Linked DNA regions of Aedes albopictus: region 2 is linked to region 1. A link is a contact called in public Hi-C data. All regions are on one chromosome and are shown on one strand. Each heading gives the region's core, a stretch centred on a gene start, on an enhancer-like site or on the middle of the called end of the contact. The rest is flanking DNA. Distances are from core to core; before and after follow the strand shown.

What was found. Hi-C and Micro-C count contacts between places; a contact is called where the count stands out from the background.
Region 2: a contact with region 1 is called in a Hi-C map of whole body, with 5 times the contacts expected there. The contact joins the promoter of LOC134285665 here to the promoter of LOC134285660 in region 1. A contact is called at or near these places in 2 of 3 Hi-C or Micro-C datasets (embryo and whole body).

The regions. Positions count from the first base shown.
Region 1 is chr1:282,210,588-282,216,421 of AalbF5, forward strand. LOC134285660 (bifunctional coenzyme A synthase) reads left to right here and starts at 2,258. Exons shown (of 2, transcript XM_062846858.1): 1 at 2,258-3,065; 2 at 3,138-4,013. The coding sequence starts at 2,379. The coding sequence ends at 3,974. LOC134285661 (non-structural maintenance of chromosomes element 1 homolog) reads right to left here and starts at 5,168. Exons shown (of 3, transcript XM_062846859.1): 1 at 4,928-5,168; 2 at 4,380-4,858; 3 at 4,130-4,316. The coding sequence starts at 5,045. The coding sequence ends at 4,203.
Region 2 is chr1:282,430,709-282,436,542 of AalbF5, forward strand. It overlaps LOC134285665 (bolA-like protein DDB_G0274169), which reads left to right and starts at 3,740. Exons shown (of 3, transcript XM_062846903.1): 1 at 3,740-3,870. The coding sequence starts at 3,846. It overlaps LOC134285667 (transcription elongation factor 1 homolog), which reads right to left and starts at 3,691. Exons shown (of 2, transcript XM_062846905.1): 1 at 3,598-3,691; 2 at 3,009-3,540. The coding sequence starts at 3,511. The coding sequence ends at 3,263.

The sequences.
Region 1 (5,834 bases), core at 1,008-3,507:
TGAGCCCAAGTACACGAATTCTTCAACCGCTTCGATTTCATCACCGTCGATATGAATTCGGGGTGGCGGGCGCGGTGATTCCTCCCTGGAGCCCTTTGCCATCATGTACTTTGTCTTCGACACATTAATGAATAATCCGATTCGCCTGGCTTCACTCTTTAGTCGGATGTACGTTTCCGCCATCGTCTCAAATTTACGAGCAATAATATCAATATCATCGGCGAAACCAAGCAGCTGAACGGACTTCGTGAAAATCGTCCCACTCGTGTTTATCCCCGCTCTTCTTATTACAGCCTCCAAAGCAATGTTGAACAGCAAGCACGAAAGACCATCACCTTGCCGTAACCCTCTGCGATATTCGAAGGGACTCGAGAGTGTTCCTGATACTCTAACTACGCACATCACTCGATCCATCGTCGCCTTGATCAACCGTATCAGTTTATCCGGGAATCCGTATTCGTGCATAATCTGCCATAGCTGTTCTCGATCGATTGTATCATACGCCGATTTGAAATCGATGAACAAGTGATGTGTGGGCACGTTGTATTCGCGGCATTTCTGCAACACCTGGCGGATGGCGAACATCTGGTCCGTTGTAGCGCGTTCACCCATAAATCCAGCCTGATATTGCCCCACGAACTCTCTTGCAATCGGTGATAGACGGCGGCATAAAATTTGAGAGAGTATCTTGTAGGCAGCGCTCAGTAGTGTGATCGCGCGGTAGTTCCCGCAATCCAACTTGTCGCCCTTTTTGTAGATGGGACACACGATACCTTCCATCCATTCCTCCGGTAATACTTCCTCCTCCCAAATCTTGGTAATGACCCAGTGTAGTGCTCTCACCAGTGCTTCTCCACCGTATTTTAGAAGCTCGCTTGGTAGATGGTCTGCTCCAGCGGCCTTGTTGTTTTTCAACCGGCCAACCTCCTCCTCAATCTCTTGAAGATCAGGGGCCGGAAGTCTTTCGTCCTGTGCACATACTCCTAGATCTGTTACCACGCCACCTTCGGTACTTGCAACGTCGCCATTGAGGTGCTCATCGTAATGCTGCCGCCACCTCCCGACCACCTCACGCTCGCTCGTGAGAATATTCCCGTGATTATCTCGGCACATGTCGGCTTGTGGCACAAAGCCTCTGCGCGAGCGGTTCAGCTTCTCGTAGAACTTTCGTGTGTCCTTAGCGCGGTACAGCTCTTCCATCGCTTCGCGATCTCGTTCTTCCTGCTGGCGCTTCTTCATCCGGAAGACTGAGTTCTGCCTGTTCCGCGCCTGTTTGTAACACGCCTTAATTCGCTCTCGTACACTCAGCGAAGTAAACTATCTAAATGCATCAAAATACCTTATGAAATTTAGCCATAACTGTAAAGTATGGATGCCATAGGAATAGCTTATGAAAATTAAACATGCTTATTATGACCTAATTACATAAGATAAACTTATGAAAAGAGCAGAAAAATCGTAAAATGATGCAGACTGGAATCGATCCATGAACGTCGAGATCACTGAGCTCGTGCCCAACCCACGCGGCTATCGACGCTTGAGAATTTTGTGGTGCTAAATATGTATAAAAGCCAAACTGTGAGTCGATTCTGCGTCATAAACCGACCTTATGAAATTTAATCTAGCCGTTATGAATTGTTTAAAGACCATTTCATAACTTAGACCTAATGGTAATCTTAGGTTTATTTGCCTGAGTGTACGGTGTTGCAGCATTCTCGCCCATGCTGCATTCTTCTCGTTTTTCAACTGTTCACATTCGCCGTCGTACCAGTCGTTTCTGTGATTCGGAGTCGCGAAGCCTAGTGCTGTAGCCGAGGTACTACCTATGACGGATCGGATGTCCCTCCTGCCATCTTCAAGTGTAGCTGCGCCAAGCTGCTCTTCCGTTGGTAGGGCCACTGCTAACTGCTGCGCGTAGTCTTGAGCCACTTCTACGTTACGAAGTTGCTCGATGTTGAGCCGCGGCGTTCGACTTCGACGCGTGGTGATAACTGTCGAAAGTTTTGAGCGCATGCATACAGCGACTAAGTAGTGATCCGAATCTATATTCGCACTGCGATATGTGCGGACGTTGGTTAGAGTAATTTAAACTTCTCAAGTTCTCAAAATAAAACTTCTCAAGTTGAACACAGTGTTCCAGAAGTGTGTTAACTTTGTGCTAGATAAATTTGTTCAACTGTCAAATCAAAATGTAACATAGAAGTCCAAAAACATCGCGTTTGACATTAAAATTGCACGGAAAATTATCGATACACGTTCAAAGTCCAGTGATGATAACAAATTGAGAAAGTTAATAGCCCAGCTATACTGCTGCCGCTGGTGCATGAAATTCTAATAATTTATTATGTGATATAAGTGATATTACCGAAACTGTAGTCATGTCCTCAAAAACGGGTCTGCTGACGGCGGTACACCTAGCCAACATCGCCAGTACTTTGGCCGCCACTCGAAAGTATGCACTGGGAACTCTCTACGTTCAGCTACATCCACGGTTCCAGGAGGTGGCGAAACCGACCGCTTTTAGTAAATTTATTGCCACCGTGTATCAAAGTTCGCCAAAGGTGCTCGGTCCAGGGGTGGACTTGCGTATTCTGATTAGTTCACTTAAATCGAAAGAGATTATTCCGGTGAGTCGCCCCGTTGATTATCTTTTCTACGACTACTGCGTGGATCCGCAACAAGACGGATTGGATGTGACGAAGACCTACCCCGGCTCGAGTGTGATCGAACTCGGAACGCAACCGTTTGCGATCGATGCAAGGGAGCTCATCGAGTCTAGTGAAACATTTAAAAATGTCGTTCTCGGAGGAACGTTTGATCGCATCCACGCCGGGCACAAGGTTTTGCTATCGCAAGCGGCGCTGTTGGCCGAAGAGCGGTTGGTCGTTGGAGTGACCGACGAGAATATGATCAAGAGCAAAAAGCTATGGGAGCTGATTCTGCCAACCGAGCGAAGGATTGAAGATGTTCGAGCGTTTATCGACGACGTCGATTGCACTTTGAAGCACGAAGTTGTTCCTATCAGCGACCCCTTCGGACCAACGGCAACTGATCCACACATGGATGTAGGTTTTAAATGGATATTAACGTACCGAATATGATACTCAAGATTGCACATCTTTTTCGTAACATTTCAGCTCATCGTCGTCAGCACGGAAACGTCTCGAGGTGGCGCCAAGGTGAACGAACTTCGCGCCAAAAACGGACTCAACCAACTCAAGGTGCACACGATCGATCTACTGGACGATGAACTCACTGTCGAAGACAAGGAAGATAAGATCAGTTCCAGCAACCAGCGGATGGATCTGTTGGGAACGCGCCTCAAACCGCGTGATGCGAAACCACATCTCAGCTCGAAGCCGTACATCATCGGACTGGTCGGTGGGGTGGCAGCCGGCAAAAGCAAAATGGCGGAACGTTTCGCTAAGCTTGGCGCGGGGGTGATCGATTGCGATAAGATTGCCCATGAGCTGTACGAACCGGGCGAGGATTGCTACCAAACGGTGATCAACAACTTTGGCATGGGCATTCTGAATGAGGACAAGACGATCAACCGGAAGGCTCTGGGTGCGATTGTTTTCTCCGATCCGGACAAGCTGGATTTGTTGAACACAATTTTGTGGGACGCCATTTTGGAGCGGGCCAAGCAACGTATCAAGGAAATGTACGAGAAGCAGAACAAGCAGATCATTATTATGGAAGCAGCTGTGCTGCTGCGAGCGGGATGGCAAAGCGCTTGCCACGAGATTTGGTCCTGCATTATTCCCCGCGAGGAAGCCATCCAGCGATTGATGGAGCGAAACGGTTTGACCGAAGAGGAAGCCGATAAGAGGATTAAGGCACAGATTAGTAACAGCGAGTTGGTAAAGAATTCGGATATTGTATTTTGTACGGCTTGGAGCTACGAGTATTCACAAACGCAAGCGGAGAAGGTGTGGGCGGATTTGGTGGAGGAGTTGAAGCTGAAGCTGTGAATTTTATTGTTGACAAAATAAACGTTATAGGTATTGGGATTCCTGGGCCGTTAAATGTATACTTCGTATCACATTCTTTTGGGATTCTTTTTAGCATCGTTTCCAGGAAGTTAAAACTAGTTCTACCAGGGATATCAACTTAAATTTCTCAAAAATTAAAATTAAATTTAGGATTTATTTCAAATGTTTTGACAGGTACATACAGAACGTGAAATTTAAAATTTATCATCAAACAGGAGTTGACCACAGATTTTTACACCCAGGACAGTTTGTCAACCGTCTGAGATACTTCTTCATACAATCCTTGTGGAATGATTCAGGACACTTCTCACATCGAACACCCTGTAAAACAAATAAGAATATAAAATAGGCATTCAATTGACACACTGCCGCCACCCAACTTACGTAGAACACCGATTCCTTGCACAGTTTGCACATCCGCATCTGTTCCGGATAGTTGGTCGTTAGGTACCGATCGAACTCGCCGATTACCTTCGGCCCGAAGTGCCACATCCCACCCAGCTGCACAAAGTATCCCATCTTTTCCCACTGGTCCAGCAGTTGCTCGGCTCGCACCTTGCTGAGTTGCTTGCCTTGGATCTCCCCCGTCAGATTCAGGCACATGATCGGTTTCAGTTTGTGCTCTTCGCTCGTGGCCATCTCCCGCAGCACCAGCCGGAACAGGGTCGTTTCCGATTCGCTGTAGTAATTCTGAATCCGATCGATCTGCGACTCCACCAAATTGCAGAACACGTAAAAGTCCGTATCGGCCGGTTCGTAGTGGACGAAGCAAATTTTCTGGTCGTAGCGGTACAGTTTGCCGTTGATGGACGCCACCACCTCGGGGATATCGTCCTCCGAAGGGATCTCTTCGCCGTCGTGATCTTAATGGGAAGAGAGATGATTCAATGAAGGTTTCTTTTATGAAAAATAGGGTTTACTCGTTTACTTACATTTCGCGTAGATGGCAAGTAGTGCCTTATAGGCTTGTTTGGCACTCATCGTGCCATGGTGGGCTATAGCTTGCGCGAACGCGCGATGTACGTCCGTGTACGGCATTGCTGTTGGCATATCTGGACGATGTGATTATATAGTTCTTATCTATTCTGATCGACGACTATCGAGTACGCTTTTGCAAAACTGATAATATTTATTAGCGAACCGCGCTTTTGCCTGTCGCAAAAAAAAACAAACAGTTGTTAAGCTAACGGGACCTACCTTGCAACTCTCTCACAAATGTCTGTGTGTGTGTACATATGTGTATCGAGATGTGCATGTACTAAAAATCATAATGGTTCTTATAGGTTCTTATTGGAAAACTTTGTATCTGTGTTTCTATCGATAGAATCTCATTGGCAGTTGGGAGATAGAATGAATTTAGCAATTTATGTCGTTTTTCTTTTTGAACCTGGGTTGGAACTGGATTGGCGGAAAATGTGTAAACAAACAACGTCAAACAAATTTTAGTACAAGCGAAACCGAAATCGGGTTGGGGTTGAAACTGTGATCTGATCCAGTTCCAACCCAGGTTGGAACTGAATAATAAAGAAAAACGGCATTAGGCTCATCTGTGCACGCGAATTCCATTAAATTAAAATTTTATTATTTAAACTTCACCTTCGTAGCTCATGATTAAAACATTATATGTAGTAAATCGAAACATTGCATGGGGTTAATGATCTAGTGGTCGTACACACATGTATGCATTTATTTCCTCAACATCACATTTAAGACAAAACGGACAAAACATAGGGTATGTATGAAATTGATAATATTATTATAACATAAATAATGAGTAGATTATTTGCTTCGGTGTTCCGAGACACGTACTCGTTGTCTTATCCACCGATGAACCGAATT
Region 2 (5,834 bases), core at 2,490-4,989, 220 kb after region 1:
GAACACATCAAACATGTAGAGAAAAAAGTCGCGTCGCTTTGTGGAATTTTGCGAAGAGTTAGTAGTTTCCTGCCTCTTAGCGTACTTCTTAAATTTTACTTTGCCCACATCCATTCAGTACTTACCTATTTAATAATAGCATGGGGTCGTGCCTCCAAGTCACACCTTAGGAGAATACAAACACTTCAGAATAGATGTCTTAAAATTATCTTCAGAAAACCTTTTTTGTTTCCCACTTTACAGCTTTACTCCGACAACTCACATAACATTTTACCTATAAATGGCCTTTGTGAACTGCAAACTGCAATTTTTGTACACGATACCCTTCATAGAAATGTTTTCCATCATAATGTTCAAATGCCATCTGTACCACATAGATACGTTTTAAGACGTCCTAATAATTTACATCAATGCAGAGTTTCAACCACGTTTGGTAAAAAACGAATTTCGATCATTGGGCCTATTAAGTACAACCAATTACCTGATGAAATTAAGCAAGTAACAAATCGTCATATCTTCAAAAGCAAGTTAAAGCACTTTTATAAATTGCGTCTCACCGACATTCTTGGTTGATTTATTTGCAACTCCTACCAGAAGCAAAATTTTGTTATTATTTGTTTTAGTTTAAGTACACAGTGGCTCCCTTAAAAGGAACAATATGTTCCACTGGGATGTCACGCCCCTCACTTTTTGTAATTAAAATAATTTACTTCTTCATTTCTTTTAGTTTTCTTTGTTTAATCTCAGCTCGTTTGTTTGTTATACTTTAGTTCAGTTTTTGTGTTGCCAGAAAAGAGCTGAGATAGTAGCGTCCACTACCAGGGGGCTCATTGACGAGTCCTTTGGTGTGGGGGATAGTGGCGGGTATAAAAAAAAAAAAAAAAAAAAAAAAAATCCTCCATAAGACATAAGAAAAAATCGAAATCTGTGTCAGCCTAATAGCAGAAAAAAATATGAATAATAGAATTGCTCTTCATTCGGAGTGAAGCATAAGTCAATATGAGCATATTATGAATGGTTAATTTTCTCTGAAAAATTGTGGCTTTATATGAGTTTGATTGATCAAAACTAAAGTGTCTCGAGTATACCAAAGTGGCGAATCCTTGTCGCTTTGACAGGTCTCCTGCTCGATTGGAACTATGGGGATGACACTAAATCGACTGTTCCAATTTTGACGTTTCTCCTCTTTGTTTTATCCAGGCTCGTCGTGGGTTCTTTAGGGGTACAGTAGACGTTCGGTAACTGCAACATGTTTACTTTTCACTTAGCGAATGAAATTCGATAACTGCAACAACTGACAGACGTCAAAGAGCTGTCAGTTGCTGCAGAATGCAGCGATAGTGCATTCGGAAAACATCGCACTGCATCAAAAGTGCATGCGAAAAACATCGCATCGCTGTTGACATTTCATTTTGACGGATAGCGGTGCGATAACTGCAAAATTGTTGCACTTAGCGGACTTGCAGTTAAAAAGCATTGCAGTTAAAGCGTTTGCACCGATCGAACGTCTATTGTATCCAGATTATTGCATAATCGGAATCTCCGTCCAAAAATTAGTCGAAATCCAAAATTTCATCATTTTTGGCGCCCGGGAACTATTTTTAAAATGCATTTAAAGTTTGTATGGGGAAAATTTTTTGTTCGGGGCGAACTGTCACTTTATCGATTGAACTGTCATTCTATCCACGGAAATTAAAACTGTTTTGTTTATTTGATCATCAAAATAAAGGAATTGGATCGCATTAAATTCACCTTATACTCAGAAAAATGAGCTCTTTCGATTAGGCTAAAGAAAATGGCAATATTTAATTCGCTAAACAACCCAATTATCCCGTGAACAGTAATCACAGAATATTACATACTTTTTAAATCTTGGGACACCCTAATGTACAGTAAATTGTGTATTGTGTATTGCATATTCAAAGGCGCAATATGAATGGATGCGATGTTTTTTAGGACACTGAAAAAAAATCTATAGTCACAATATGAATAAACCTTACTCAGATGAACCAAACCATGTTTTTATTTATTGTGCGTTTAGCACTACAGTAAATCTGGTTTTCTATACATTGCACTTCCGACGTAATGTTTAACGCATAGGAAAGGCAGCGGAAGTCAATGAAGTTTTATCGGAAACCAATTTAGTGCTAACGCCACAATATCTGTTTTATTGATGTTTCTCGGTGAGCCAATAAAACATCAATAAAACAGATAAAAAACAGTGATTAACACATCCAATAAAAACCATTCTTTGCTAAGTTAGACAATGTCAGACCACACAGAAAGACTTGAATGCTTGAATGTTTCAGCTTAGTTATTTTCTACTGAGTTCTCAACATTTTGCCTAAATCGATACGCACGATAATGCCATTTCTAAAAGTTTTTCATACCTTGACGAATGAAAGGAATTTTGGCCAGAAATGCATTAATCGATTTACTGAGCCAAACAAGCTCGAGTATTGAATTTGTGCAGTTTTAGATGTTTGGCATTAGCAGCAAGCACTATTCGTACCTAGGAGTAGGAGGTACAGTTCTAGACCGCTGTAAAGAGGGTTACCTCCTACCCGTTCGTTATAAAAACACAGAGCTAGGCTTATGGATAATCAATGATTCTAATGCCGTTTTTCTTTTTTAACCTGGGTTGGAACTGGATTGGCGGAAAATGTGTAAACAAACAACGTCAAACAAACTTTAGTACAAGCGAAACCGAAATCGGGTTGGGGTTGAAACTGTGATCTGATCCAGTTCCAACCCAGGTTGGAACTGGATAATAAAGAAAAACGGCTAAGACAAGATATTAAGGGGAAAATTTTGCAATGGTCGAGAGCTGTCCTGGCTACGACCTTGCGACAGTTGGGGGCGGGGATTGATGATTAATTTGATATGTACTTAAGAAAGCTGTAGAGACCTCTACAACACCCCTCATTATTTTAATTATAAAATGTTTTTCAGCTTTGAATCATTCAAAACATTGTCAGCATTAAATAGAAACAAATCAATCCTCAGGCTTGCGCTTACTACTCTAATTTATTTCTCAAAATAAATCTTGAAATTTTCACACGCTTAAATACTAAATGCTCATATTTCATTTAGTAAAATTCAGCAAATCGTTTGTTAAATCTACTGCTTGTGTCCATAAGTGATCTAACTTTAGTAGTTATTAGTGATAAATATCCCGATGCTTATTACACACCCTAATACATATGCCTGGCCCTAGTTTTCCCGGTACAAAGCTCTTCCAGAAGCGCCCCCAGCCGGTGATTTAGTTGGCACTCTCGCACGCGTCCACCCAATCGTTGTACACGTCGACCGGTTCCGACAGGAAGTTTATCGACGTCTGGTAGTCCTCCATGCACACCCGACAGGTTATGCGCGCCGAGTTCCGACTCTTGTCCATCTTCACTTCGCAGGACTTTTCGTGGTTGCAGAAGGGGCAATTGAACTGCTGGTCCAGGGGTTCGATATTCTTGCGCTTCGGCGGGGGCTTTCTCTTCGACTTTCGACGTCCCATGGTGGTGCGCGGATTTCCTGGTTTAGTTGCTGTAACGAGGTAAATTTCAGTAAAACTTACCGAAAAAATATGTTGTTTGTTTATACCTCTACGCTGCGACGCGCTCCGGTGATGATGGCCGCTCACCGCGATTAGAAATTTTGACAGAACGCACAGTTGGTCCGTCCGTTGAATGGTTGTCTGAAAGCTAACTGTTAAAGCTAAACGAGCTAAACGATCAAAGCGAGGAAAAATACCGATTTGTTTACGATTCGCAGTGCACATAACAATCCAGCAATCGCATTTTTCCAGTTTGAAGTTTAAATTGTTATTAATTTTAGTGCTTCGTCGGATTATGAATATAATTCCCAGCCTACGAGGTGAGATTAGCCATATGCAACCGAAAACTGTTTTGGTTCTAGTGGATATTTGTGATTTTTAAAAACAAAATATAGCAAACTCGTCAAATTTACACTCCGAGAAATTTACCCGTCTTGTTTACCTGAAATCATAGGTAATCGTCGTTCATTCTGTTTTTCACATAAGAGTTAACTATGTAGGTAGGTATCGAGGTTAGAGATCTCGACTCAAATGCGAGTAGGTATAGTGGTAATCACGTTCAAATGTATGCGTGTCTCTTTTGTAGGTGTAGTTGTGAAACTTGAGGGAAAATATATGCACTCTTACCCCGGTTGTTAGTTTTATCATAATTTAGCCGTTTTACCCAAATTAATTGGGTAATATTTTCATATGCAATCTGAATAGCCTTTGAATTGGCGTGCATTTTTGTGTACACTCAGAAATAAAAGTATACACGGAATTACTATTATTTATGCATTTTGTATCCGCATCTCTCTCACTCTCTTTCTGTTTTCATGCTATCTGGTGCTTCGCCTGGGTTGACGAAACACTTCTCTTCAACCCAGGCTAAACGGCAGATAGCATGAAAACAGAAAGAGAGTGAGAGAGATGCGGATACAAAATGCATAAATAATAGTAATTCCGTGTATACTTTTATTTCTGAGTGTATGGAAAAATTCAAGCTAGTGTACGTGTGTTGAAATGTCACTTATCTCTAGACTTTTCATTTGATTTGCACGGTGTGTCACCTCATTCGAGTCGCGATTTCTCACCTCGATATGGTCGGCGTTCAGTCAGAGTGGACTACGCGATTTTTCGGGCAGGTAAAGATAAGCTGAAGAATTCGTTACACACTTAAAAAAAGTACCGTATTCAGCTGTTCTATTTTCGGTAAAAGTTCAGATTACCGAATTTTCAGCAAAACACAACTACTGAAGTTCGGCAAAAAATTACCAAACGTTCAGTAAACTCTACTTAAGCATCGATAATGTTTACCGAACTTTTACCGAAAATAGAACAGCCGAACAAGCAACTCTAAAATTAACTTAACTTTTCGACGTTATTTTCATGCATATGAGTCATTACATAAAAGAATAATAGTATTTCTGAAAATAATGATAGAGATTTGAAATGTCTAGTGCTTGCAGGGTGTACTCGAAATTATTGAAAAACGGATGGCCCGGTCTGACTTAACGCCGACCAAGACGCCGACGCAATAGATAGGTACAGTCAACTTTCGCTCGTTGCACTAAGCTCTTAGCCCAGTTAGTGAAAGACTTTCACTAGGTGGGCTGAGTTTTGAGCTGTCAAATAATCTTTAACAATAGAGATTCAGGGCTACCAACCTTGACAAATCGTGCTTCACGTCAAAAAGTGACGTTTGACTTCGTTTTAACTGGGCTATAGCCCACCTAACGGGCGCCCAGTTAAAACGTAACCCACCTAAACGTAGCCCAACGACCGAAAGTTGACTGTAGTTTCAGGGGGAATCTATGTATCTGAATATTCCGATATGGATTTTTAGATTTTTTTAAACTAAAAACTTTGATTTTGAATAAAAAGTTGTGGGCTTTTATAGTATCTTTCAGAAGAAAATCCCACAGAGTTGTGGGTATGCATGTACCTATGCAAATAATATGTAATTCGAATGTGGAAAAATACTTTTGTTCACCAAAATCTTTGCCGTAATGCTGGTTTTACTCAAACTATTTACGCAGTGTAGTGTCTACCTAATGGTTGTGTGCATAGGATATCTACCTACATGAAATACTATTCATGACAATACCTAAATGGTATGATTCATTATGTCTACCTAAGGTAGTATAAACACCGACGAACCGACGTGACAGCTGGAACAAATAAATTCAAATTTGTTGTCCGCGACGCCATGATGAAAAATAGCCAAACACTATCGCCACCTCTATAACGGCTCGCGATGATTTGATAGCTCGACATCGAACCCCCGTGTGTTCATATAGGAAAC